Regions from separate parts of the Mus musculus genome. Here regions 2, 3, 4, 5 and 6 are each linked to region 1. The links are chromatin contacts, called in public Hi-C, HiChIP or PLAC-seq, Micro-C and promoter capture Hi-C maps. All regions are on one chromosome and are shown on one strand. Each heading gives the region's core, a stretch centred on a gene start, on an enhancer-like site or on the middle of the called end of the contact. The rest is flanking DNA. Distances are from core to core; before and after follow the strand shown. Region 1 holds the start of Dynll2 (dynein light chain LC8-type 2). Region 2 holds the start of Coil (coilin). Region 3 holds the start of Scpep1 (serine carboxypeptidase 1). Region 4 has its middle 28 kb from the start of 4930556N13Rik. Region 5 holds the start of C030037D09Rik (RIKEN cDNA C030037D09 gene). Region 6 holds the start of 0610039H22Rik (RIKEN cDNA 0610039H22 gene).

What was found. Promoter capture Hi-C pulls out the DNA fragments that hold promoters and counts their contacts. A called contact is a pair of places that touch in the nucleus more often than the background predicts. HiChIP or PLAC-seq counts read pairs in DNA pulled down with a chosen protein or histone mark.
Region 2: a promoter capture Hi-C map of pre-B cells shows a contact between it and region 1. The contact joins the promoter of Coil here to the promoter of Dynll2 in region 1. A contact is called at or near these places in 7 of 39 promoter capture datasets (the C10 cell line, the HPC-7 cell line, HPC-7-derived erythroid cells and 4 more), 2 of 484 Hi-C or Micro-C datasets (B cells and cortical neurons), 7 of 115 datasets of contacts at active chromatin or transcription factors (bone marrow-derived dendritic cells, bone marrow-derived macrophages, embryonic forebrain and 4 more) and 3 of 9 other capture datasets (adipose tissue, liver and pancreatic islet).
Region 3: a contact with region 1 is called in a Hi-C map of B cells, with 6 read pairs. The contact joins the promoter of Scpep1 here to the promoter of Dynll2 in region 1. A contact is called at or near these places in 6 of 39 promoter capture datasets (the C10 cell line, cranial neural crest, embryonic stem cells and 2 more), 3 of 484 Hi-C or Micro-C datasets (B cells and cortical neurons), 6 of 115 datasets of contacts at active chromatin or transcription factors (astrocytes, bone marrow-derived dendritic cells, bone marrow-derived macrophages and 3 more) and 3 of 9 other capture datasets (adipose tissue, liver and pancreatic islet).
Region 4: a contact with region 1 is called in an HNF4G HiChIP or PLAC-seq map of pancreatic cancer cells. The contact joins the enhancer-like site here to the promoter of Dynll2 in region 1. A contact is called at or near these places in 2 of 39 promoter capture datasets (cranial neural crest and embryonic stem cells), 1 of 15 datasets of contacts at CTCF or cohesin (embryonic stem cells), 85 of 484 Hi-C or Micro-C datasets (the 63-12 cell line, the AML12 cell line, B cells and 57 more), 21 of 115 datasets of contacts at active chromatin or transcription factors (SST interneurons, astrocytes, bone marrow-derived dendritic cells and 17 more) and 2 of 9 other capture datasets (embryonic stem cells and macrophages).
Region 5: a contact with region 1 is called in a promoter capture Hi-C map of pre-B cells, with 6 times the contacts expected there. The contact joins the promoter of C030037D09Rik here to the promoter of Dynll2 in region 1. A contact is called at or near these places in 13 of 39 promoter capture datasets (the C10 cell line, the HPC-7 cell line, HPC-7-derived erythroid cells and 7 more), 12 of 484 Hi-C or Micro-C datasets (B cells, Th1 cells, adipose-derived mesenchymal stem cells and 8 more), 19 of 115 datasets of contacts at active chromatin or transcription factors (acute myeloid leukemia, astrocytes, bone marrow-derived macrophages and 16 more) and 3 of 9 other capture datasets (adipose tissue, embryonic stem cells and liver).
Region 6: a Micro-C map of embryonic stem cells shows a contact between it and region 1, with 2.6 times the contacts expected there. The contact joins the promoter of 0610039H22Rik here to the promoter of Dynll2 in region 1. A contact is called at or near these places in 1 of 484 Hi-C or Micro-C datasets (embryonic stem cells) and 4 of 115 datasets of contacts at active chromatin or transcription factors (embryonic stem cells, large pre-B cells, memory CD8 T cells and 1 more).

What each region holds. Positions count from the first base shown.
Region 1 is chr11:87,985,516-87,989,806 of GRCm38.p6, reverse strand. It overlaps Dynll2 (dynein light chain LC8-type 2), which reads left to right and starts at 2,274. Exons shown (of 3, transcript NM_026556.4): 1 at 2,274-2,564.
Region 2 is chr11:88,971,884-88,976,174 of GRCm38.p6, reverse strand. It overlaps Coil (coilin), which reads right to left and starts at 2,240. Exons shown (of 7, transcript NM_016706.2): 1 at 1,973-2,240. The coding sequence starts at 2,226. It also overlaps the pseudogene 2210409E12Rik.
Region 3 is chr11:88,953,374-88,957,664 of GRCm38.p6, reverse strand. Scpep1 (serine carboxypeptidase 1) reads left to right here and starts at 2,223. Exons shown (of 13, transcript NM_029023.3): 1 at 2,223-2,371. The coding sequence starts at 2,296.
Region 4 is chr11:88,821,156-88,825,446 of GRCm38.p6, reverse strand. No RefSeq gene overlaps it. Among named protein-coding and RNA genes, the nearest start is that of 4930556N13Rik, 28 kb to the left of the region's middle. Within about 2 kb of position 2,221, at least 31 of the 459 cell types and tissues checked have an H3K27ac peak or open chromatin away from gene starts, as enhancers often do. A contact at or near this core is called in the P5424 cell line, embryonic cerebral cortex, ganglionic eminence and 6 more, where this site is marked.
Region 5 is chr11:88,716,263-88,720,553 of GRCm38.p6, reverse strand. C030037D09Rik (RIKEN cDNA C030037D09 gene) reads right to left here and starts at 1,911. Exons shown (of 4, transcript NR_038058.1): 1 at 1,537-1,911; 2 at 1-148. It overlaps Msi2 (musashi RNA-binding protein 2), which reads left to right and starts at 2,325. Exons shown (of 14, transcript NM_054043.3): 1 at 2,325-2,525; 2 at 2,809-2,849; 3 at 3,183-3,264; 4 at 3,960-4,044. The coding sequence starts at 2,464.
Region 6 is chr11:88,617,141-88,621,431 of GRCm38.p6, reverse strand. It overlaps 0610039H22Rik (RIKEN cDNA 0610039H22 gene), which reads right to left and starts at 2,181. Exons shown (of 3, transcript NR_131025.1): 1 at 1,662-2,181; 2 at 168-260. The region is part of intron 5 of Msi2 (musashi RNA-binding protein 2); the gene reads left to right.

The sequences.
Region 1 (4,291 bases), core at 1,025-3,524:
AGGTAACACCGAAGTCTAACGGCTAAGGTGGTAAGCACTTGGAACAAGCTGGGTTTGAATGTTGCAGATGACAAAGCTGGGTGACTTTAGGCAAGCCCCTGAACTACACTAACAACTACTCATCCAGAGGGGGACAGTAATACATTCACTTCAAAACAGTTTAGTGTGGTGGAATAGAATGCATTACACTGGAAGCAGTTAGTACCTGGTACAGAGTAAGGGCTTCATAAAGGTTAACTGTTATCTAGACATGAGCCATAGTGTTTGGGGTTCAAACTCAGGGCCTGGAGCATGCTGGGCAAGCATGCACTCTTCCATCGAGTTACAGCCCCAGTCTCAAACTTACACACACACACACACACACACACACACCACTCTAATACCCAAATTTCTGAAGAGCCTTAAGTCTTAGTCTATCTTTTGTTATCTGAGAGTTTTATCTCCTAATTCTTATCCCATTATATTCCACACTGGGAATATTCTATCTCTCATCTACTCTGGGCAAGAGGAGTAGGGAGAACACAGTAGGGACATAAAAATTCATAGTCACTGTTGTGTGCCCTTGAAAAAGATCATTTGAGTGTTGGCTTGTATCAAGACACATCAGGAAGGAAGCAAGTAGAGTGTGTGCTTCCACTTGTTCCCTCCGTTAGATGTCCTTGGGCAATGGACATCTTGTATACAATCTTATATCGTAGTTGTGACCTTCAGATCTTAGAAGCTAATGAAGGCTGGGGAAAGAGGATATTAGCTCTTTCTCCAAGAACTTCCTAAGAGTTTTCTCCACAAGAACTCTACAATCTGTCCTCTCACCCCTCCCCACATGTGCCCCACCCCTCATTCATTAACACAGGCTGACATCAGAATACCCCCTGGATGAAGGGATACCCCAGGCCTAGCTTGGCTGAGTCCCTTACTGGAAAAAGACAGAGCTATGGAATGGAGAAGCCTGAGGGGACAGTTTTCCAAGTTGTCCTGGACACATAATGAACACTAAATTATGATACTCCCAAACAGGGCAGGCTAAGGCCAGGACTAGTCTGACTTCTCATGGTTTAGGTGAGGGGAGAGAAAGAGGTGAACACAGGAGCTATGCTAGGCAATTTCCTAACGTCCACCGAGGCCAGAATATTTGACCTCCCACTGAAGATTTTAGATAGCCCCTTTGTGAATGAAAGCTTAGGAAGAAAAATCCCGATGTTTTTTCTGTAACACCACACACACACACACACACACACACACACACACACACACACACACACACACACACACACCAATGTTTGCTTCCTGAACTTTAAAGGCTGCCATCCATGTGTGGTCTAAAGGAGCTGACCTGGCAAGGGGTCTGAATCTGTGTTTGTCTACACTTTGTTTTTTGTCTTGTTGAGACAGGGTTTCTCTGTGTAGCCCTGGCTGTCCTGGAACTCACTCTGTAGACCGGGCTGCTGTCTCAGAGATCTGCCTGCCTCAGTCTTCCAAGTGCTGAGATTAAAGGAGTGTGACACCTCCCCCCAGTGTGTTGTCTATATTTGAGGGCTATGGGTGAAGTCGTTTTTTAAAAGATACCTCACAGCTCATACAGGAGTCCCCGAGAAATGGTTCGCACCTCTATCCCCCAAAGGCCATACCCGAACGGTAGAGGCTGTACCTCCGGTATTTTTGATGATAGTGTACTTAGGGTTCCAGCTATGGATAGGCAGAAAGGTCTCAAGATTCGTGAACAAAGGTTGAGTTAGAAGCAAAAGCGAATGTGAAAGCAGGGGCGCGGGGGGGGGGGGGTCTTGAGGACTGTTGCCTTTATTTCACCATGGGGCTTGACAGTTCTCTCAAGTGTCGCCAGCCTAGGGAAATGAATTTTCCTCTGTCCCTGGTGATTTCTAATACCCTATCCTGCCTCTTTCCAAAGTTGGGACCCTTCTCTCCTGAGTCTGAAATCTCCATCCCTCCATTCTTTTTTCCTTGGCACTGGACTCTCCACGCCTCTCTCCCTTTTCCTTTCTGGGCGGAATGTATTCCTCCCGAGTCAGGCCTCTCCGGGCCTGGGCAGACAGGGTATGCGTCCTCTTTTCTCCTCCTAAGGCCACGGCTCCCTCCCCCCACCTTCTCCAGCTCCCCTTCCCCACCCCCTCCTCCGCCCCGAGGCATTGTGGGACGAAACAAGATGTGGAGCGAGAGCGGCGCGGGGAGAAGCCCGCAGTGCGGGGCCGGGCGGGCGCAGCCAATGGGGAGCGCGGACGGCGGCGCGCGCGGCAGGGGGGCGGGGGCGGGGCTCTATTTCAGGGCCGCGCGTCGGCCGCGCTCAGCGGCGGAGCGGAGCGGACGGCGAGGTATCAGCCGAGACAGGCGGTCGGCCGGGTGGCACGAGGCGGAGCGCGGGCGTCCGGGGAAGCTCGGAGGGCGACCAGCAGTGCGAGCGCTCGGCCCCGGGGCTGCGGGAGCAGGGGGATACCGCGGCGGCAGCGGCTGCTGCTGCAGGACGAGCCCAGGGGACACCGCCCCTGCTCGAGCTTTGCTTCAGCCCAGCGCTGCTCCCCAGGGGCCTGTGCGGACTCGCCTGCGTGACGGTGAGCTGGGGCCCCGGGGGGCAGCCCTCGCTCGACTCGGCCCAGGCTCTGGAGACCCTCGTGCCCTGGCTGGAGGCCCCGCAGCCCCGGGGAGGGGAGCCAGCCGTGGTGCACGGAGGCCTCTCCGGTCCGGGGAGCGCGGGCAGCCAGTGCGGGTTCGGGCTCGACGCGGCTCCTCCCGCCGCCACCCTTCGGGGCGTCCTTCCTGCAGCGAGGTCGCCGGGTCACTCCGGCGCCTCTCCAGGCCTGGCGGGGGAGGGCGGAGGACCGGCTTGCGGCCTGCGGATCCGGAGGGCGGCGGGGAGGTGGATGCTTTCTCATTTCCCAGGTGCTGCCCTTCGGGGGTCCCTGCCCGCTAGAGGAAAAGATGGTGGGGGCGGTGTTTTGGGACGAGGGGTTACGGTCCCTTTGGAAATCCGAAACGAGGCAATAACGTTTGTACGTGTTAAAGAATGGTGCAGGGCGGTCCGTGTCATTTGGAGGCTTAGCCCCCCCCCCCTTTTTTTTCTTTTTTTGTCGCAAGACCAGGGACAGAGGTTGAGAACTGTCCTGGAGTGCTCCTTTTGCGTTTTTCACAGGAGCTCCTGGCTCGTGACTCAGGAAGCTGGCTTGGGGCCCTTTGGCCATCCTTTTATCTGGAGGCCCAGCTCCGCCCCCTCCCCCCACCTCCCTAGGAAAGGATCGCTGGGCGTCTGGCTCCCTAGCCTTTTCTCACTGGTACCTTGGATAGGGGTTGCCAGGGCTGGGCCTCACCTTTCTGCGACGCCTGAGGGGCCAAGGGTGAAGAATCGTGGCATTGTAGTCACAAGACCAGCATTATGTAATCGTAGGCTCTCTCTGTTAGAGAGTAAGATAGCTTTTAATTACTGTGACAAAGTTGATCCTTCGGACTTTGGGGAGGAGGCGGTGAAGCAGGTGAGCTTTTTTGGCAAAATGGTGCCAGTTTCATACTTCGTTGTCTGTAGCCAGGCTCCACCCCCAACCTCTGGATTTGTAAACACTGCCCCCTTCTGAGTGGGAACCTGGAATAGGCCACCAGGTGACATTGTTTTTTTTTTTTTTTTTTTCTTCTAGAAAGGTCTCATCACATCAGCCTTTTTCTCTTCCCAAGCCTCGTGGAGGTTGTTCCTTTTCTCTCATTTCAGCCATTATTTTTTAAACATGATTGGCTGCCCAAGGTCACAGAGCTAGTCGGCCTTGAATAGGCATCACTCGACCTTTCCTTCAACACCACAGACTCCTTGGCTCCATATTTTCTCTGGGGTAGGGGGCATCTTAGCTAAACACTGGCCAGTGTCGCTTCCGTGGAAGAAGCTTTGCTTCATTTGACAGTGTCAGACCAAGGTGCCTGGCCTGGAAGTTGTCACAAATACATTGTGTGTGTTAGACGGACTGGGTTCTTTTCATCTCCGTGGGTAGTGTGCACATAGATAAGGAGCAGCTTGGAATGATCCCAGCAGTCTTGCCTTGAGCAGTCAGAAACCCGTCCGTCCCCATTGGGCTGGGGACAACCAGTGTTGCTTTTGGAGCTGAGGTGAGGGGGATCAGTACTGCCGTGAGTGATGAGAGCGGGCAGGGGTGGGTTTCTGTAGCTTGTTTCTTTGGATGTAAGGTAGCTCACATGACTGTAGGCTGCAGAAGGGTCCATGTGGGTCAGTCTCCGAAGTCAGGTTGCTTGCTGTACGGTGAATGCCACAGCCCAGGAAGCATGGCTATGAAATAAGGCT
Region 2 (4,291 bases), core at 991-3,490, 990 kb before region 1:
ATCATTACAAGAGTGTAATTCATGGGTGATTCATTAATTTAAGTAGTAACTGTAGCCAGCAGCAAGCTATTAAGTCATTAGGCAGGGTACCTTTCAGGGAGTGAATTTAACAGGTGGGGGACACAGCCCTCTCTCTTGTTTAAATAGCCTTTAAAGGGCACTGGGGAATGAGCTTACTTCTGTCAGTAAGAGGGGAAAAGAGGCTTGGCTGCCTGGAGTCAGCAGCAGGCAGACCTCCAAAGCTCAAGGCCAGCCTCCTCGTCTACACTAAGAGAACTTGCCTCAAAAAAGAAAGGGAGCGAGAGAAAGGGGAGGAGTTGGAGAAGGTGGAAGAAGAGGGGAAGGGAAGGGAGAGAAGGGGAGGGGAAGAGAGGAGAGAAGAGAGGAGGAGAGGTTTGAAATTTGGACTATTTCAAGTTGCCACCTGAAGCAGAATGATTAACAAATCATAGTATTCCTGACTTAAGTATTCCTGATGCAAAGATATGGTCAGTGTTTCTAATTAATTTCCCTGATGTTCTGAAGAAATTTTGCAAATGTGGCACTCTCGACAGAAAGCAACACTAAACAAAGGCAAGCAAGAAATAGCCTGCTTTATAATTCCATTTTTTTGGGTTTTTTTTTTTTTTTTTTTTTTGGTTTTTCGAGACATGGTTTCTCTGTATAGCCCTGGCTGTCCTGGAACTCACTTTGTAGACCAGGCTGGCCTCGAACTCAGAAATCCACCTGCCTCTGCCTCCCAAGTGCTGGGATTAAAGGCGTGCACCACCACGCCAGGCCTATAATTCCAAATTTAACTCACCGCAGCGGAAGCTTAGAGGTGTGGTTGGAAGTGGTGGGACCATAGACTATATCAGTATGTATGCCAACTGGTATGACCAATCGCATCAGCCCGCCATCTGAGACAACTAAGCCACCTGCCAACTAGTCACACTGTAGTCGCTCCTGGATACTCACTTCAGTGACAACGATTAAATTCTCCTTCTTGTTGTTTTGAGACAGGTTTCTCTACCCAGCCCTCACGAGGGTGGCTTCAAATTCAGAGATCTGCCTGCCTCTGCCTTCTGAGAGTTAGGATACAAGGTGTACGCCACCTCCACTCGGGCCTCTCTCTCTCTCTCTCTCTCTCTCTCTCTCTGTCTCACATTTGTTTCTTTTGTTTTCCAAGACAGGGTTTCTCTGTGTAGCCCTGGCTGTCCTGGAACTCACTCTGCAGACTAGGCTGACCTCAAACTCAGAAATCCACCTGCCTCTGCCTCCCGACTACTGAGAGTAAAGGCGAGCGCCACCACGCCCAGCCTGATTTTACCTTTTTTCTTTTTTAAACAGCTCTCACATATGCCAGGCTGACCTATGTAGCCAAGGATACTTTGAACTCCTGATCCTCCTGTCTGTCTTCACCTCCTCAGTGCAGGGATTCCTGGTTAGCCAGCTGGGAATCAAATCTAGGGCTTTGAGATGCAAGCAGTCAAGCTACTGAAACACACAGCCTTCTGTGTGACACGTGAAACGCATTCCGATACCAATTGGATGGGACCCAATGACACCTGAATGAGACACAGAAATCCACCAGAAGTGGACACTGCCAAGGCGCTAAGGTGGGCCATTCCATACATTACTCAGAAAACATCTCTGCTTCCTGCCTGCAAGTGCAGCCCAGAGAAGGCGGGTCTGTGGCATATTTGCGCCATGCACACTGCACACAGAGCCTGGCAGAGTGAGTACTGGCCCTGCTCTTGAGCACCGGAGCTGCTCCAAGTTTAGTCCCCCTGAAATGAGAAGCGTCCCGGGGAACCCGGGGAAGGATGCTCCATCCTGGGCTGGACCACTCAGGATCTCGCGAACCTGCCTTTCCGCAGCTGGCTAGCTCGCTACCCGGATCCTGCATCCTGCGGTCCAGCAAGCGCCCCCCACCCGCACCCGCACCCCGAGCCGCGCGCCCCCACCCCCACCCCCGCGCGCTCCCGCGCACCTGAGGCTGTCGTTGTCTCTCACCAGGCGCGCGCTCTCGGCAGGGGGCAGCAGCCCCCCTTCCAGATAGAGGCCCAGGAGCGCCCCGGAACTGAAGCCGAAGCGCTGGCGGATGAGACTGATGAGATCCGTGACAACTCGACATCTGTTCAGGTCCACCAGAAGCCAGAAGACCGTGCAGTGTGGAGTGGCCGGCGGCGGGTAGTCAAATTGAAGCCGTAGCCTAACCGTCTCGGAGGCTGCCATCTTGCTCATGCTCGACGGAAGCCGAGAGGTTCCAAGGGCTTTCGCAGCGGCGTGGTCCGGCGGCCCGCCCCCAGCAGCAGCTAGCGTGCGCCGCCTGGGGGCGCAAGTAGGTCTGTAAGGCTCCCCTCGCGAGCTCCCCATTCTTTCTCAGGGCTGAACATACATGCAAGTTGACTGTCAGGATAGCTGCTACGATATCGGTTCGTGTAATTAAACAGAAACAAACCAAAAATCTATAAAATTAATAAGCAGCAAGCCTGACTCGAACCCCTGTAATAGGTTTTTACTTTTCTACCAAAAAGGTCAGGAAAGCACCAAATTGTGGTGCGTGTCCAAGCAGAAAATGAGACATTCTCGTGATGCGAGACTTAAAGTTCTCATAAGACTGTTTAAAACTCACACACACACGTCCTTGGGGGCCTCAGGGAGTTCAGTGTGTCCTCTGTCCCTGACCAGATCAAGTGCTTTCCTCATCTTGAGGCAGAACAGTATTCTGAAAGTGTTGACGGTCCAGAGAGTCAGAAAGCTAAATAAATAGGAAGATTTTCTTTAAAAGATTTATTTATTATATATAAGTTACACTGTAGTTGTCTTCAGACACTCCAGGTGGTGCCTAGGTACCCAGAGAAGACACTCAGGAACCACACCATTCACTCCAGAGCCTGCTGTTCCCGACCAGTCCTGCCTGTAGCAGGCCCTATCATCCCAGAGGGAATCATCCCCTACGGACGCCCTGTTCTAGCTTTGTTCCTTTCTCCTCAGGGATGGCTGCTGCTGGCTGCTGGCTGCTGGCCACCTCCAGTCGAGAGGTAGAATACAGTATGACGCGAGAGCAGTATTTGTGCTTTTAGGGTTATTTAATATTTATTTTAAAAGACAGCCAATTTATTTATTTATTTTCAACTAGAGAATGGGTCTCTAGGTCTCTAGGAATTGGCTGTGGGGCCCTCACTGCACATCTTGTTCCTTAGCACTGTTTCCAGAATCCTTCCTCACGTCTGGAAGAGGTGGAGGAAAAGATTAGGGGTGGATCTCCAGGCCTTCAAAGACATCTCCTGTTCTGAAGGCCAGGCCCACTGTGGCTGGGGTCTCTGGCCTTGCTACCTGAAAAGTGAAGCCACATTCCCTCAGAGTTTTCATCTCATCAAGGAGCTGGTTGTCCTTGAACAGCAGCTGCTCCTCAGGAGGCCTCTTCATGATGCCCTCAATGATGCGCTTGAGCTCCCACACCGTGCTTGACTCCTTGGCATCAGTGAAGATGGTGGTCTTCTTGTGTCGGATCACAAGAAACACAAACAACCCTGTGTCTGCTTGTGACTCCATGCACCTCACTGGACCTGAGAAGTGTCAACAACAGACTTTAAGTCTTTTCATTGCTCTGGGGCTGAGTTTCTCTGACCCTGACAGGAAAGGCTGGTTTCAATTGGATATCTGCACCTGCAGGAGGCCTCTTAGGGTGTTGTTAATCTGAATTCATTAGTCTAATGCTGGTCTTTGCCCCACCTTATGCATATTGCAGAGGGCTGAGGCCTTCTGGATTATTTCTAGGAATAAACAAAACAGATTCTAGGAACACCTACCCTATAATCCCTTTCCAAATGCCCTTGCTTACCACAGTTAAGACATCTGACAGTTTGATTTTTTTTCTTAAGACTTTTAGAATTTACTATCAGATTAGCATCATAAATGTGAGATCCAATATCTCTAATCTATTCTATTGGTGCTGATGGTGCCTAATCATCCTTTTGCATTCTGAACTAGCGTTTTCAAAAGCCAAGGATTCAATTAATATTTTTCTGACTTCTCTTTACAACTGAAGTCAATCTTTGCAAAAATCAGGGAAGGCTGCTTTGGGGCCTTGTGTATTTTAAGGAAAAGACTCACACCTTTCTTGGTTCTTCAACCTCATCTCAAGCATTAAAAAGCTGCTAAATGACATAGCATCAAAATGTGATCATCAAATTCAAGCTGCCTTTCTAAATCTTTGTTGTTGTTGTTGTTGTTTGTTGTTGTTTTGTTTTGTTTTTTCAAGACAGGGTTTCTCTGTGTAGCCCTGGCTGTCCTGGAACTCACT
Region 3 (4,291 bases), core at 974-3,473, 970 kb before region 1:
CAACCAACCAAAAAAAAAAAAAACAAAAAACAAAAAACAAAAAAAACAAAAAGAACCCCAAATAAACAAACAAACAAAAAAGCTAATCTTTTCTATATTTTATTATGAAAAAATCCAAACATAGAAAATTTGAACTTTTTTGCTGCAAAACACTCTGTGGCTCATAGTCTACCACTAATATCAAACTACAATACTTTATTTTTATCTATTCATGTATTCATTCTTTCTCTTGAGATGGAGGTCTTGCTCTGCAGCCCAGGTTAGAGAAAAACCTCATGGAAATTCTTTAGCTGCAGGCTTCTGAGAACAAGGCACATAGTACAGCCTCTGGTGGTTAAGTGTGTTTGGCTCTGATCATAAAGAACATGGAAAGCTGGGCGTGGTGGCGCATGCCTTTAATCCCAGCACTCGGCAGGCAGAGGCAGGCGGATTTCTGAGTTCGAGGCCAGCCTGGTCTACAGAGTGAGTTCCAGGACAGCCAGGGCTATATAGAGAAACCCAGTCTTGAAAAAAAAAACAAAAAACAAAAAACAAAAACAAAACCAAAAAAAAGGCTAGATTTTTCAGGCATTTGGCCCCACTCATGTTGGAGCAGGAGAAAAGTAGACAGCAGACTCCCACTTCTCTGCAGCCCTGCCCTCAGTGGCAACGTAGGACACAGGATACGCACTACACTTTCTAGAAGCTATAAAATCTACAGGTTGCAAAGAAAAACATTTCTGCTGATGCATAGGAGGCATGGGGGAGGATAAAAACCTGAGTCAGGGACACATTCTTTGTTCTTGCTTTCTTTTGTGAGTTTGTTATCTTAAAACAAAGTTTGCAGAGACAAAAGTCACTTCCAGGTAGCTCTTGCTGTTGCTTGGCTCTGTGAGGTGACTCAGTACCCCTAAAATATTCCGTAAAATAAAAATTTATCTTCAGACAGACATATCATACACACACACCTCTGCAGTCCATGTTTTCTTCAAATTCCTCTCCACAAGCCCTTGATACCTTCTTTTAAATAACTGCTTTGAAGATAGTATATCACACACAGTGATGTTGACCATGCTATCAAGAGAGAAAAAGTCCACTTTTTTTTTGCTGTGTTTAAAATACATAACCAAAAGTTATAGGATCTATATAGTAATTTTTTATGAATTACTAGTATATTAATGACACATGTGATTTGATAATAATATTTTCGATTCACTTTATCTATGTGAGCGTTTTGCCTGCAGGCTTATATATGCATCATATGTATGCTTGAGGAAGTGCCAGATCCCCTGGATCATGAGATGTGGAGTTCTGAATCTGTACGCCACCATGTGGGTCTTGGGAACCAAACTTGGGTCCTTTGGAAGAGCAACAATGCCCTTAACCCCTGAGCCACCACTTCAAAGTAATGGGTTTCTGAAAATAGAATCTAGACTCTTTCTTTCTCTCTTCTTTTCTTTCTTTCTTTCTTTCTTTCTTTCTCTCTCTCTCTCTCTCTCTCTCTCTCTCTCTCTCTCTTTTTCTTTCTTTCTTTCTGTTTTTTTTTTTTTTTTTTTTTTTTTTTTTTTTTGAGACAGGGTTTCTCTGTGTAGCCCTGGCTGTCCTTGAACTCACTCTGTAAACCAGGCTGGCTTGGAACTCAGAAATCCACCTGACTTTGCCTCCCAAGAGCTGAAATTAAAGGTGTGCGCCACCACTGCCCAGCTCTAGTCTTAAAAGACCTGCTGGTTCGTGCTTTAATCTGACTTCATCTTTTCAGATGCAATTTTTTAAAATTCTAGGCCTGAGACTATGGAGATGGCTCAGTAATTTAAGAGCACTTGTTGGTTTTCCAGAGGACTCAAATTCAGTTCCCAGCATCTGCACCGGCCACTCAAAAAGCCCTGTAACCCTAGCTCCAGAGAAACCCACTCCTTCTGCATAAACCCACACATGTGGCATATACATTCATACACACATATGCACATAAAATAATAAAAACAAGTCTTAAAAGATAAAACATAAGCCTTTTGTCGGAGAAGACAAACACGGGCCGGGCTGAGGGGATGGTGGTTATCCAGTTGTAGTTTTCTCAATTCTTCCCTACTTAGTAACCAAGGTCAGATGACATATTAACTGCCTCCTTTGTAGCACCTCCCTCGAGAGCCCTTTGTAGGAGGTCCTGGGTGGGTCCGACCGGCAGAGGGAGCGCGGAATCCTTAGGAGTGTCAGGGCCCACTTAGGCTCCGCCCCTGACTCCGCCCAGTCCCCGCGCAAGCCGTCACGCGATGGCCTTTGGCTCCTGCCTGTTGCTGATGTTGCGGCGGGGTTTTCATCATGGAGCTCTCGCGGCGGATCTGTCTCGTGCGACTGTGGCTGCTGCTCCTATCGTTCTTACTGGGCTTCAGCGCGGGTAGGTTCGTGAGAAAGACGCACCAACGGTGGGTGCCTCCTTCTCGAATTTGTTGATGCGTTCGCGTTTTTCTTTTTCTTTTTTTTAAAACACATTTCTTTCTCCCGCTTCTTCCCTTGAGAAATTTATATTGTTTCTGAACCTCTTAATTTTTATTTGTGTCTTAATTCAAAGTGCCTTTTCCTGCCCCTTCCTGATGCAGGGTGATTCCTGGAGATGGAAGTGTTTGTACAGAAACGTATGGTTTCAGGAAATTGCTGATGAGTGAGACTTCACGGTCTAAAGGCCACCTCCCCTTTCTCCTGTGGTTAGCTGCCTAGTGACGTTTTAGGGTCATTTGATTGAGCTGAGATTGGAGGCCAAAGAGACCTCTACAAATCCTTGCTTTGAAACAAAGCCTGCCACCTCTGCTGGTTTAGAAGAGACAAAATATCAGCTGACTGCTCTGGCCTATTTTTGGGCAAAAAAGAATTTTGTTTTGTGGAATGACTTGCAAATTGGCACATTTTCTTTCTTTCTTTTCTTCTCGTTTTTTTCCTTTTTTTCTTTTTGTTTGTTTTTCCAGACAGGTTTTTTTCTGTGTAGCCTTGGCTGTCCTGGAACTCTCTCCATAGACTAGGCTGGCCTCGGACTCTTACCTACCAAGTGTCTGGATTAACTCTCACTTTATTAAAGGAAAAAAATATATTTTGTCTTGCCTCCATGTCTGTCTGTGTACTACTTGTATGCCTGGTGCTCTGAGAAGTCAGAAGAGGGCTTTGGATCTCAGGAAAGCGAAGGTACAGAAGTTGTGAGCTGCCATGTGAATTCTGGGAATTAAACCCAGGTCCTCTGGAAGAGCAAGACAGTGAGAAAGTGATCTTACCAGCTGAGCCATCTTTCCAGCCTTTTAATTTAATTTCTTTCTTTCTTTCTTTCTTTTTTAATTTGTTTTGTGAGTGTCAAAGGGTGTGTGTGTGTGTGTGTAGTCAGAGGACAACACGGAGAAGTCAGTTTTTCTATGATGTAGCTCCCTGTGACTGAACTAAGGGTGCCAGGCTTGGTGGCCACTGTCTTTTATCTCCTGAGTCATCTCACCACCCCTGATTTTCAGTCTTTTTTTTTTTTTCAAAGATTTATTTATTTTATGTATATGAGTACACTGTAGCTGTGCAGATAGTTGTGAGCCATCGTGTGGTTGTTGGGAATTGAACTCAGGACCTCTGCTCGCTCCATCCAGCCCTGTTCACCCCATCCCAAAGATTTATTTATTATTATATGTAAGTACACTGTAGCTGTCTTTAGACACGCCAGAAGAGGGTGTCAGATCTCATTACAGATGGTTGTGAGCCATCACTTTCAGCACTTGGGACTTGAACTCAGGACCTCTGGAAGAGCAGTCAGTGCGCTTAACCACTGAGCCACCTCTTCAGCCCCACCCCTTATGTTTTAACAGGAGTTTGTACCAGGGAAGGGAGAAAAACACCAGGGTTTACATTATGAGGGACTTGAGCCTTATCAGTCATTTCCAAGGGAACTCTAATTTCATGTTATTTTATAGATACAGCCACACCCGTAATTTTTCAGCCTGTTTTTCCTTAGATGCATCCCCACCCTGACATTGCGTACATGTGTGCATGTGTGTGTGTGTGTGTATAGATATGGAGGTCAGAAGAGAACCCCATGTGTTGACCCTCAGGAATTATCTACCTTCTTTTTTGAAAGACAATAATTTTCTCTGGTCTGCAACACCAAGTAGGCCAGACTGGCTGACCAGAAAGCCCCAGAATTCCCCTGCCTCCAGCCCTGGGATATTGAGCACAAACACAGCTAGAGATGGAGCTATGGCCTGTATGCCTCCGAGGTGAACACTCTATTGTCTGACCTGTTTTCTCAGTTTCACTCTTTGGTTTTCTTAATCTTCTTTCTCCTTCTATTTTT
Region 4 (4,291 bases), core at 972-3,471, 840 kb before region 1:
TGCCTGTAACCCCAAACTACAGAAGGGTTGATGCTTCTGGCCCCTGTGGCTACTCACATGCACATATACATACAGACACACAGAATAAAAAATCCGTATTTTAAAAGATTAGTATTTGGGGGTGTGCATGTGCTACATACATAGCTCAGTAAAGTTACTGCTTGTACAAGTGTGAGAATCTCGACCTCAGAATCCACATAAAAAAATCAGTGGTTAAGATCATGTGCTCTTGGAGAGGCCCTGGGTTCAGTTCCCAGTGCTCACATCGGGTGGCTCTTAGCCACCTGGAAGTCAGTTCCAGGGGATCTGACGTCTCTGGCCCCGGAGGACACAGCACTCATATGCACTATTACCTTTAGGATATTACCTCCCCATTGTTACCTTTAGATCATAATAAGTGCAAGGGAGTCTGGAGAGTAGAATGTGATGCCTTCTCAAATATGCACATATCCCAGATGACCTTCAAAAGGTGAGCATAGGATGGATCTTGGGTCCCAGAGTTCCCCTGTGCCCTGTTCAGTCTAGTTTAGTTTCCAATATCAGATCTCATGTAGCCTATGCTGCTGGCTTTGAGTTCCCCATGTCAGTGGTGATCTTGGACTTCTGATCTTTCCATCTTCACAAGTGCTCAGAGCACAGCCATTTACCACCATGCCCAGCTACACAGGGCCACGGGCCAAATTTAGGTCTTCTTCCATGGTAGGCAAGTTCTCTACTAACCAAACCACATTCCTGGCTCCTCCTTTGCCACAAAAGTGATCATTTATGTAGATGGGTATTTTATTTTGCCTGCGAGCATAATCTGTGTATCTCGTGCCTGCCTGGTGCTTGAAGAAGTCAGAAGAGGGAGTCAGGACCCCTGGAACTGGGTTCCAGATGCTTGGCAGCTGCCATGTACGTTCTGGGAACTCAAACCTGGACCCCTTGGGAGAACGGCCAGTGATGCTTTGAACCACTGTGGCACCTCTGCAGCCCCGCCCCTTTGATGTTTAACGGGAGGCTAATGAGCATGCATTGTCACGAGTCTGAGTATGGCTCAGATTGTTTCTGTTGGATAGTGCTAGGTAGGGAACAGGGTTCTGAGGTCACCGCCCTGCAGGCTGTCTCACAGTAGAGGCTCAAGCGTTTGCTACAATTTATTTATAATGCTTGCAAGTGGCTGGGCCCAGGCCCACTGAACCAGAGATTCTTAAGAATGGGACTTTGAAACCTACATTTTTTTTTCAATCCTGGGGTGGGGCAAATACAGGCCTTCACGCGTGTTCTATCGCTAGGCTACATCGCCAGCCCTTTTTACATTTTTATTTTGAGACAGTTTTCCAAGCTGGCCTTAAACTCAAGCCATAGTCCAGGTAGCTGAGGCAGGCCTTGAACTTGTGACCCTGTCTTTTCCTTTTTCTCTGAGTTTTAAAATAGAAGAATAACCGTAAACAGCTTTCTTCTTCCCTTCCTTCTCTTCCTTCTCCATCATCCCTCTTTTTTTTTTTTTTTTTTTTTTTTTTTTTTTGAGACAAGGTTTTTCTGTGTATCCTGGAACTTGCTCTGTAGACCAGGCTAGCCTCAAACTCACAGAGGTCCACCTGCCTCTGCTCCCCTGGTGCTGGAATTAAAGTTGTCCGTCAGCACCCCCTGGTTGACTTTGAGCTTTCAACCTTCCCATTTCGATCTCCCAACTGCCAGGCTGGGATTACAGGTGTGACCACTATATCCAGTTCAGGTCATGCTGGAGAGAGAACCTAGGGTTCCGAGTGTGCTCTGATAAGTTCTCCCCAACAGCCACGTCCTCAGGGTTGTCCAGTTACTTCTAAAGTGGTGTGCTTCCCCCTGGGTTGAGACAACATGGAATCCTTGGGTCCTGGTTTGGGGTTAGAGCTAATTATTGTGTGATCTGGGTGATGGCCTGCTGTCTGCCATGTGTGCAGTGTTGTGCCTTAGGTCAGATGTATCTGGGGGACAGTTATCAAAATCAGGGTGTGCAGTTTCGTTTCAAAACACCCAGTTTCCTGTTTCATTTCATCCATATTCGGCAGGGCATAGTTTGTAATGGTCTTATTCAGAGGGTGGAAAGAGAGCATTTAAACAGTAAAAGGCCCACCTTAAGAAGTAGAGTCGTAAAAGAGAATGGTTTTTGAAGTGTTTAAAGGAGTGGAATGAAGTCTTGTGCACTCCACAGGGCAGACTGCTGCTATTGTGGTCTATGTCCACTAGATGGCACCACAGCACAAGCTACTACGGGTATCCCCTCCCTTTGCCTCATCCCAGAAAACAGGTTCTCCAAGCACTTGTCTCAGTATTAAACTTAACAGGAATGCAAATCCCCAGCTCATACCCGAGACTTACTGACCGAGAACCGTGTAGCACTTTGTCCACGTAGTTTAGATGCAGACTTAAGTTTGAGAGCCACTGTCCTAGAATCAACCTTGGGGTAGCTTGGGAAGATACCTGTAGTACGCCAAAAGCGCTTGCTGGGGAGGGAATGAGGAGGTGCGTGGGGGGCGGGGCGGGGTGAGGAGGGGAGGGAGGGTGGAAGACAGTCAATGGTGCAGGTATATTTAGTGCCAAGGAGCTGCTCCAAAATCAGAGAGCTGATATGGACTAGGGGGCAAGACTGGATTTCTCCCAAGTCGGGGAAGTAGAGGAGAGAAAAGAGGGCTCTTCAAAGAGATCCCCTCCCTTAGGGCGCCAGATCATGGGCTAGGAGCTGAATCATAGGCTGAGTTCTCTGCCGGGAGCCCCAGGGCAGCTGTGTCCTCATTGTGGCTGTTCATCTCAGCCTGTTCTGAAATTTCACCAACCTACTACTGTGTTAATGGATTGAAATCTTGCAACCCTCCCAAGACGACCCAGGAAAATGGATGCTAAGAATCAAAAAGAAGCTTGAGACGGGGTGGGAAAATCACTAGTGAATTAAAACCTTATTTTTGTCTTTTCGATCCTATCTGTACCCTCAGGGAAGGCCAGTGCAGAATGAATTCATCTCTCTCTCTCTTTTTTTTTTTTTACACAAAAATTCCTTTTGCAGGTCGCAGCTGAGGCTTCACAGGGGCGACATACCATGCAAATATGTATTTTTTTTTCAGTTATGATGTATACAGTTTTTAGTTTGATTTATTTTTGGTGTCAGAAACAAAATGGAAGTTAGCTCTTTAAAAATGAGTGTGGCTGGCTGAATAAATAAATAATATGCTCTTGGCCAGTACCTGCCAGTACCTCCTTAATTGCCCATTGATTCTTTAATTCTCTGCCTTTCACCATCTACGAAATTAAGAGGCCACAGAGCATGGAGATGTCTTTTGCCAAACAACTAAAAGAATCAGAGGTTTTCGAAGGTCTGGTTCTTCCTGGGGGGCTTTTACCTAGCATTGAGGGGCACAAGTTACCCAAGGATGGAAGCCTGGTGTCCTGCTTGGACCCTTCCCAGGCTTCTGTACCGTCACTTGGCTTTCCAGCCACAAACATGTACTGTGTCCACTCTGGCGGGCCACCAGTGGCAGCAGGGACCCGGTTGTCCCTCCTCGTGGTCTCTGGAGGTTGGGTGGTCTGTCATGGTCTCTCTCCAGCAAACGCTGCCGTTCAGAGTGTTCACACTCCTCCGATAGCCCCAACCACGGGTCCTGGGAGCTGGCTGCCTCCTTTCTGCCAGGGGAGATGTTCCAGGAAGCTCTCCTTTATCCCATTTCTGGAACCACCAACCAATCTCCCCTCCCTCGGAAGTCTCCTGGCATCTATCTAGCCTCCTCTTCTCCCTTTCCTTCCCGTCAAGGCACAGAGGCCTGTGTTCTCATCGCAGGCTGTCTCCTAGGACCCTTCTCCAGGGTGCACTCTTCCTCAGGATGCTACCCTGCAACGCCTTCCTCCAGGGCATGGCTCTGAGCATTCACACCCCTCTGTAAGCTGCTACACCGGGTGGGGTAAGGACAGGTCGTGCCAGCTGCTTCTCTGTAGAAGTCTCTTAAATGGGTCTGCTTCCATGGTCTAGGGTGGGGCCCTCTCTGTTTCTCTGGGTTCATAGGACTCGTCATTTCTTCCACCCTGGAGACACAATGCCAGTTGCCTCTGCCTTTCTCCTATCCTGGAGTCTCCATGAATGCGTACTTGGTTACTGTTGGTGTCCCCATGAGAACGTCTACTCTGGGCTGGGAGCCCAGGCAAGGATACCCCGCCGGGAGCAGGGGGACCTTGCCTTTTGCCTCTGGACCCCTCAGCGGCCCCTCCTCTCTGTTCTCGTGCTCCTCTCTATCTGCATCTTCCTTGAATTAGAATTCTCACTCTTCCACTTATCAAGTCAGCA
Region 5 (4,291 bases), core at 662-3,161, 730 kb before region 1:
TGACGTAGTAGCCTTCTCCTTTAGTCCTTTATCAGTCTCTGGCTTGGACACTGCAGTGCTCGGGGCCCCGCCCCATCAGGTCTCCTCCCAGCTCACCACTTAACAGTTTGTTCAAGTCTCCATCAGGAAGGTAGCCACTGACTTCTGCCTATCGAGGAACAACAAACAGCACACTACAGAGTCAAAGGGCACTGAACCATGGCCAGAGCCCCTTTTAGGTATTAACTGGTTGGGGTGGGAAGGCGGCCTGACAGCCTGGCACCTTTGGGACTCCCATATTCAAGGAAGGAGCCGGGTAAAGAAAGGCCTTTCTAGCTCTGATGATCTGTGGTTCTGCGGTAAAAATCCAAAATATAATCCAATTAGCTGTGTTGCCTGTACTTTGTGATTGAGAATAATCGCAAAAAAACAATTACCATCATAAAAACATGCAGCTCTTTAACACATGGGAACCCAGATGATTCAAAAATCAGTTTGTTTGGAGTGTTGGGAAACAGCAGGGTTTGTGGTCTGAAGTCTTATGAAGTGCCTTCTAAAAATCATATTCACAATTTATAATAAACACAGTCCATGTAAGTACACAATTTTAAAAAGGGACTTTGACATTGTTACATTGTTCACTACAAATGCTCCGCCCATCCATGCTGTCAGAGAGGCACTACCCCAGTTTAGGGGACAGAGAGATTGACAGTCTGACCACTCAAAAGCTTTGGCTGTGTTGAGATTTTTCCAAATGTCTCCAAACCCACAATGGACACGGCATAGTTTTGGTGATGAGTGAATTCCATTGTCTCCTAATCCTATGAAAATTAATGGGAAAGTGTTAATTGTGCATCAATGCATGCTTAACATTAACCCAGGGATTTGATGAACCACAACTTTATGTTGCCCCTCATGCCATATTAACTTGGTTTATTGTAATAATTTAAAACAATAAGGATAATTGTATCCGTACTGTTTTAAATACTCCATAAATTGAATACAGCCTGAATCTGGCCAGCCTGGAATACGAAGTGTGCGATTCCCCCGGGAAGCTACAGTCACCAATCCTTTGGAGTTTACACTTTGCCAGGGGAGAAAGGGAACTTTTACCAAACACCTACTAAGTGTCAGAATCTGTGAGGCTCCTAGTTCCAAAAACTAGGGGTAAGGTGCTTTGTTATCTCCAAGACCTACCGCAGGTCTTGGGAGATAGAGAGCCATTTCACTCCTGGCGCTTACACTCTTTACAGAGGAAGCCCTAGTAACTTTAAACATAAATAAATTAGATAACGGATGAATGGTCGAGGGATTTTCTGAAATAAGCACCTATCTTAACCACCCTCGGGATACTCCCAAACTGCTACTCAATCTCCATGAACATTTGCTTTGAACCCCAATCATTTGACCTTGACCCCTACAAGCCCACTTTATTATATTTTCAAATCGCGGTCTGAGTAAGGCGCAAGCCCTGTCTGGTTGCTTCCTCGCCCCCTGTTATCTATCGCGTCAGTTTCTCAAAGTTCCGAAATAACCTTCGCGGGCACGGCTCCGTACCTCTGGCGGGGAAGGGCGGGGAGCCGTGCAGGACGTGCCAGTGTGGAGCGGGAGCCAGAGAACTTGCCGCGCGAAGGGAAAATAAAACTTGTGGCTGGTGTTCGTGCAGGAGGGTCTCCTCCATCCGCAAGCCCCCCAGATCCCGGGGTTCTCGAGGACTGCCCTGGGAGCGCAGGGTGTGGGTGTGCTCCCGGCGTCCTTGACCTAAATTTCCGCGCGGTGGCTGGAAACGGGGGCACAGAGGCAGGGAGGGCGGCGGGTGCCACCTCCGAATCGGGCGCAGGGCCCCAGGAACTTGAATGAATAGTCCGAACTAGGGGGGCCCGGGGGCGCTGCCGCCTCCCGGCCCAGCGAACAGCCCGGGCCGAGCTCCCCGCGCCTCCCCCTCCCCCACACCCAGCCCATGTGATCTGAGCCGACTCGGGGTGCGCTTCCCGTCTCCCCGCCTGCTTGGCGTGGCCAACCCCCCCACTCGAGTCGCGGGGCTCGCGCGCCGCCCCTGATGGGTCCCGCTGCCGCGGGGGGCCGAGCGTGTGCGCGCGCGGACAGGCGGGGGACCGAACGGGGTGCGTGACGTCACCGCATTGGTTACACGACGTTCTAGAACTCCGCCCCACGTGCGCGGGGAGGAGGGGGAGGAGGAGGAGGAGATGGGGGTGGGGAGGAGGAGGGGGAGAGGTGGGGATGGGCCGGGGGGGCGGGGACGGGGGGTGTGCGAGGCGGCGGGGCTGAGCTGAGCCGAGCCCACGTGTGACGGGCTCTCGCCGCTGGCCCGGCTCGGCGCTCGCGGAGCTTCGCAGCCGCCGGGCGGGGGGAGGAGGCGGGGGAGGAGGGACGGAGATCTGGGGCTCGGAGCCGGCCGCCGCTGCGCTCCGCTTCGCTGTGGGGCTCGGTGTGTCGGGGGTGGGGGGGCGGGGGGGCTCCGCTATGGAGGCAAATGGGAGCCCAGGCACCTCGGGCAGCGCCAACGACTCCCAGCACGACCCCGGGTAAGTTTCCAGCCGCTGCCCACCGCGCCGCCGCGGGCTCGTTCGGGGCTGTGCGGGCGACGGTGCGGAGCGGGGCATTCGCGCGCCCCCCGCGCCCCCGCGCGCACCCTTGGGGCACTCGCGCACCTTGGGGTGGCGTGGGGCCGCCACCTTCTCCCCCAGCCCACCTCCAGGCTCGCGCTCGCCCGCTCCCCCCCAGCTTTCCTTTTAGCTTTTGTAAGTTACACGTCAAAATGGCCGATCTGACATCGGTGCTCACTTCGGTTATGTTTTCTCCCTCTAGTAAAATGTTTATCGGTGGACTGAGCTGGCAGACCTCACCAGGTAAGGGAGGGAGGGGGGGACGCCTGGGTCCCCCCCTTCTTGGCTTCTTTATTGCTCTTTGTTATCCCAGTGTAAGAGCCCCCCCACCCCGCCATTGGCTCCCCACTTCTCCTGTGCAAGGTTATTTTTTTAAATAGCAAATCCTTTCCGAGCCCTCTACGCGACCTCTGTTGCTGAATTTCCCCCTCGTGTGCAAAAATATTGCAAAAACAAAACAGAATAACAACAGAAAACTACTTTTGCTTTTTGTCCTTGATCAAAAAATTGCATTGCTCCCCCCTCCACACCTTCTCCCACCCCCCCATCTCTCTCTCTCTCCCTCTCTCTCTACAGATAGCCTTAGAGACTATTTTAGCAAATTTGGAGAAATTAGAGAATGTATGGTCATGAGAGATCCCACAACGAAACGCTCCAGGTAACGCATTCCCTTCTCGATTTTGCCTTTATTTTAGAACAAAGTTTTAGTTTTATTTTTGGAGGTGTCTTCGGAAGTAGCTAAGCGGATTTAGAATGGGGCTCAGGCGCGTGGCTGGTTGGAACGTCGCTCCCCCCCCCCATAACCCCAAAGGTTATTGTTAATTAGGGCCGAACTCTGGATTCAGAGACGCCCATCTCTCCCGCTTGAAGTCATTTTCCTGTCGCTTCTTGTTCTCTTGTTTAAAATGACATTCAGTTCACCCACTTTCCACATAGTTTTTTTTTTTTTTTTAATTTAAAAATTTGAATGTATGCCTTCTGCACACTCCCAAACTCTGAAGTCCCCTCTTTGGGAGGTGAATGAATATCTTAGTGTCCGTTTTCCTTCGGAATAAAACAAAGCCTTAAGAAAGGGAAGAGGAGGAGAGGAAACTGAGGCGGCCAGAGTGGAGACACCAGCATTTTCCAAGTTACCTCCAGCCGCCCTGCCCCCTCGTCCCGCTTCCCCCACTAACCTTGGTATTTTTACCTCTTGAGGCAGAGGGCTGTGGGTTAGAGGAGAATAGAGGGAGCTGGTGGGGATGGGGGGTGCGTGGGGGCAACATTCGCATCCTAGTCTACATATAGGGTCTCCTTGTTGCGCTCAGTAGTGTCACATTTTGTTTGTTTTTCTCCCTCTTTGTCTCCTTCCAGAGGCTTCGGTTTCGTCACCTTCGCAGACCCAGCAAGTGTAGATAAAGTATTAGGTCAGCCCCACCATGAGTTAGATTCCAAGACGGTAGGTTGCTTTTTTTTTTTTTTTCTAAATAGTTGTTGTTTGCCCCTTTTCAGTACCGGTCTGGGCATTGACAGCCCTGTTTAAAGGGACAGCGCCTTCTTTTGCTTCTGTGCTAGAACTGGGTACTTTTAAACAGCTAGCGAGTTGGCTCAGAAGTTTGCTGCGGTGGCTGGTTTTGGGGGTTTCCTTTTTAGTGTCTGTCCCATTGCAGCTTCAGACGCTGCCAAGCCAAGGTTGGGGGGAGGGG
Region 6 (4,291 bases), core at 932-3,431, 630 kb before region 1:
ACTCTACCTCTCCATGTAATAGTTAATAGCATAGGACCTGTTAGGTGTTGTACCTCCATTGGTGCTTATATGTGTGTTGGGTACACGCGTGTTTGTCCGTGTGTGGAAGCCCGAGGGTGTGTTTGCTTAGACACTCTTCACCTTTTTATTGAGGCAGGGTCACTTACTGGTTTGGAACTAGCCAGAGTGTCTGAGCTCCAGGGATCCACCCACCTCTGCCTTCCAATTCTGGGATTACAGTCATGAGCCATCACTCCTAACTTAAAAAAAAAAAAAGCAAATAAATAAAATAAAAAGCTAAATGACAACAATTAAAAAAAACCCCACAGGTTTTGAGGATAGAATTCTTGTGCTTGTAAGACAAGTACTTTACCAACTAAGTTCTTCTCCCTGCCCTAATTAACAATAATAATAACAACAATAATTATTGTTTTGAGATAAGGTCTCTCTATATTTATTCCAGGCTGGCTTTGAACTTGTGACCCTCCTGCCTTAGCCTCTGGAAGGATGAGATTAAGGGAGTATGTTAGTGTATCCTGGTAGGGCCAAGTTTAAAACAGAAGGTTTTCTTTGTACCATGGAACCTTGGCTTGGTCTTTGCTCCATATCATGCTGTCTCAGAGCAAGAATACGGAGGTGATGGGGAGCAAGGATTAGATCATATCTATTTGTTTACTTGCTGCCAAAGAGGAACTGTGAGGATGCTGTGGCAGAACCTGGCCTAATTGCCTGTTGTTTCTTTTTTGCCATGGTGTGGGTGGCTTTTGAAATTCCCTGTAGTTTATGGAGGCGAGCCTGTGCCTTGCGGATGCCAGATGATGTAGCCGAATGGCTGTCGGCTGTTTATTTGCTAGTCTGTCGTTCTCAACACAGCATTCTTGAGTTCGGGAGGCCCTACACTGTTTGATGTCCCCTCCTCCTCCACCTCTAAATATAACCAGCCAGTCAATCAGTCTTGGCAGCCGTCGGGGCTAGGGCTGTCAGACGGAGTTTGCCTTGGATCCTCTGAACTATTGGCTTGTTTTCCCAGCTTGCAAGTGTATTCAAATAGTGAGATTGGAATTAGCCTTGCAAACATGCCGGCAGGTGGGGCCTCCAGGTTGAGAAGGAGGCAGCGTTTGTGGTGTCAAATGACATTTCTCTCTCCTCCACTCTCTGAAGTGGAGCAGGGGCTGAGTTGAGCGAGGGAGTGGTGGCTTTCACGCTTAGTGAGCAAGATGCGTGGGTGTGTTTTCCTGAATTGTGATTAAATTTTTTTTTCTTTTAAATTTTAAGTTGTTGCAAGAGAGAAAATGAGAAACCGGCAGGTGGTGGGGATTACTCGAAGGCTGTGTTGGATGGAGGAGGAGTACAGATGTAGTTTGGGGAGGGGTGTTTTCCCAGGGTATTTCAAGTGGACTCTGAGGCTCCCATCCTGGCCAGGGTTCTAGGTCTTCAGAAAGGACACAGCTTCCTGAACGGGAACAGCCCTTCCTGCTGCTGCCCTGAGGCTATTCCTGTAGGCTAGGAACAGTGTGGCTCCCAGTCCCCCCCCCCCCCCCCGAGGCTTGTTAAAGGGACCTGTGGGTAGCTGCCCGAAGATGCTAAATCCCAACCTGAAAGGCACCAGGGAGAAGCCTTGCACACACATTGCCATCCCTCTCACGCCCAGTTGCTTTTACCTGGAGCTTCATTGAAGGATGCAGTTGCGGTTGTCTGTGGCATGGCCTGGGCACATGGGTCCCTGCACTTCCGCCAACTGTGTGGTACCCTGTAGGCCTGGGCAGCTCTGTGATTGGTGCCAGCAGCAGATGCAATCATCCAATGATGGGCATCCACACTGGGTTCTGTAGGGTTCCGGGTCTTTAGCTGAGTTTAGAGAGGAAGAAGTTAAAGCAGCTCACCCAGGTCCTAGGGGCTCCTGCAGCCCAGAGTTGTCCTATACATGAATCTTCCAGAGGAGTTGCTTTGTGGTCCAGGACCCCTGGTTATCCATGACACCCTTGCATGGGATCTGTAAAGATAATTTTTTTTTCCATAAGAATTCTAAGATCGGTCTTTCATGGATATACAGTGGAATTTTCCAAAGGAAATCTCTACCAAGGATTTCCATCTTGGGCTGCCTCCTGGTCATTTGGTGACATAGTGCTGAATGCTGAGAAAACTTGTCCTAGGTAGGACCTGCTTCGATCCCCTGGTGGACTGTTGGTGTTGGTGCTGGTGTCTTGGGTTAATTTTTTGTGATCGTCGAGGGAGGACACCCCAGAACGTCAACGGGCATCAGTCACCAGCCTTGTTGTTAACTGTGCTTCCTCCTCTGTCACGGGGAGGAGTGTGGGTTCTGAGCAGCTGTGTGCTACAGAGCACTGTAACCCTGAGAGAGGTGGTGACCTCTCTGATCCCCTGCAACCCCTACAAATAGAGCAGGCAAGAAACTGCTGAACAGACAGACATGTGGGCCTCTGCCAGAGAGAGGGGCCCTCCCATTACTGAGTAATTTGTTTTGGGTTAGTCCCCCGAGAGATGGGGGGGGGGCAGGGGCGTGTAGCACCTTCTCAGTTGCTTCTGGCTTTGCAAAGGGACATGATGCAATGCTCACACAAGATGTCAATTAGCTCTGAACTGGGAAGGAAGGGATGAGAGGGCCCAGCCTGTGCCTGGGTAGGGTGCCATTCTGTGAGTTCCTTCATTTCATGTGCTCCTGCGAGCAGAATCTGATACCAAGGATAACAGATGAACAAAAGGGGGGGTACCTTCATTTGTGTCAGGCTGGGCAGGCTTCCTTTCTGGTCTCAATACTGTATCTACAGTGTCCCTAGAGAATGATGGGACTGTGATCTGGAGGGGTTCAGAGGAGAAAGGAGCCAGGGTAACCCTCACCCTCCCTTAACAAGAATAGAAGACAGTAAAGGGCCCCAGAAATAAATAATTGTTAACCAGACTGATTAATCAATAGACTAATTAAAAATCAAACACCTAAGAACACCACGGTCTGGGTTAATTATAAACCAACATTGAGGCGTTAAAACTTGTCCAGCCCATGGCTTTGAATTATTAACTGAATGAGTTAATTTCAAGCCGTCAGCTTAGGTAGCTGTGAGATCCAGGGTTAGAAGGAGGGGAGTTAGTGTGCCCTTTCCTTCGAGGGCCCGCTTTGGCGCCACGATCTTTATCAGTGTTGCTGTTTGCATTTTAAATCAAAATATCCTAAATGTTAGGCAGAGCCTCACACGCTTCAGTAAACTGTGCCGAAGGAGCAGAGCGAGCCAGCAAGAGTTGGCCTACGCTTTTCTTTCCTGTTGAAAGAACGACCGGTCTTAGTATCCCAGCATTCCAGTGGGAGAAAGGGCTCTGATGAATGCTTTCGGTTTGCAGTGATGACCACCCCCCCCCCCCCGCCCCCAATCCTGGCCCCAGCTCTGGCCCTGGCCCCGGCCCCTGTCTTGGTTGCTCTTTAGTGTGTTGGTTGCTCTTTAGTGTATTTTTTTTTCCTCTTTCTGAGATCAAGGTCTAGGCGTGGGTTCTCAGAAGTCTCCCCTGACCACCTGCTCTGATTTGAGACCCCTATAACACTGGGTGATGGTTGAGTACCCTCTCCATGCTTATGAGGGGTTTTAACACAGGTTTTTGTTTTAAAGATTTATTTATGTATATGAGTACACTGTAGCTGTCTTTAGACACATCAGAAGAGGACATCGGATCCCATTAAAGATGGTTGTGAGCTACCATGTGGTTGCTGGGAGTTGAACTTGGGACCTCTGGCAGAGCTCTTGATCACTGAGCTGTCTGGGCCTCAGTGATGTCTCACAATGGAGACACAGGCAGCCAGGCTGTTGATGAAAACAGTATTTCACAGAGGCTTTTGTACAGCGCTTGCTATTTTCTAGAGGTCTTGCAGAACAGCCCTGTTCGAGTGCGCCACAACGGAGCTGCTCTCACACGATGCACGCGGGTAGGCTCGGTAACTTCCCCGAGTGTTGCCGTTTCCTTTCTTAATTTGCTAAATGGGCTTTAAAATGGGAGATAAATGTAAATTTCAGCTCCATAAAATAGTCACTTTCAAATGCTCATGACTCAAATTAATTAATTAAAAAACAGCTTAACGCACCACTCGTGCCTACAAATGCGCTAAGTGCGTAATGTCTGCTTCATTCCTACGGCGGATGGGGTCACATTACAAGTTCCATCGACGAGGGGGAGAACATGCTCGAATCCAGTCTCGACATTTACAGAGCAGAGAGCCTCCTACGGCTTGTTTACTTAGAACATTGACTACTGCTCCTGCCCTCTTCCCAATTACAGAAACATGTGG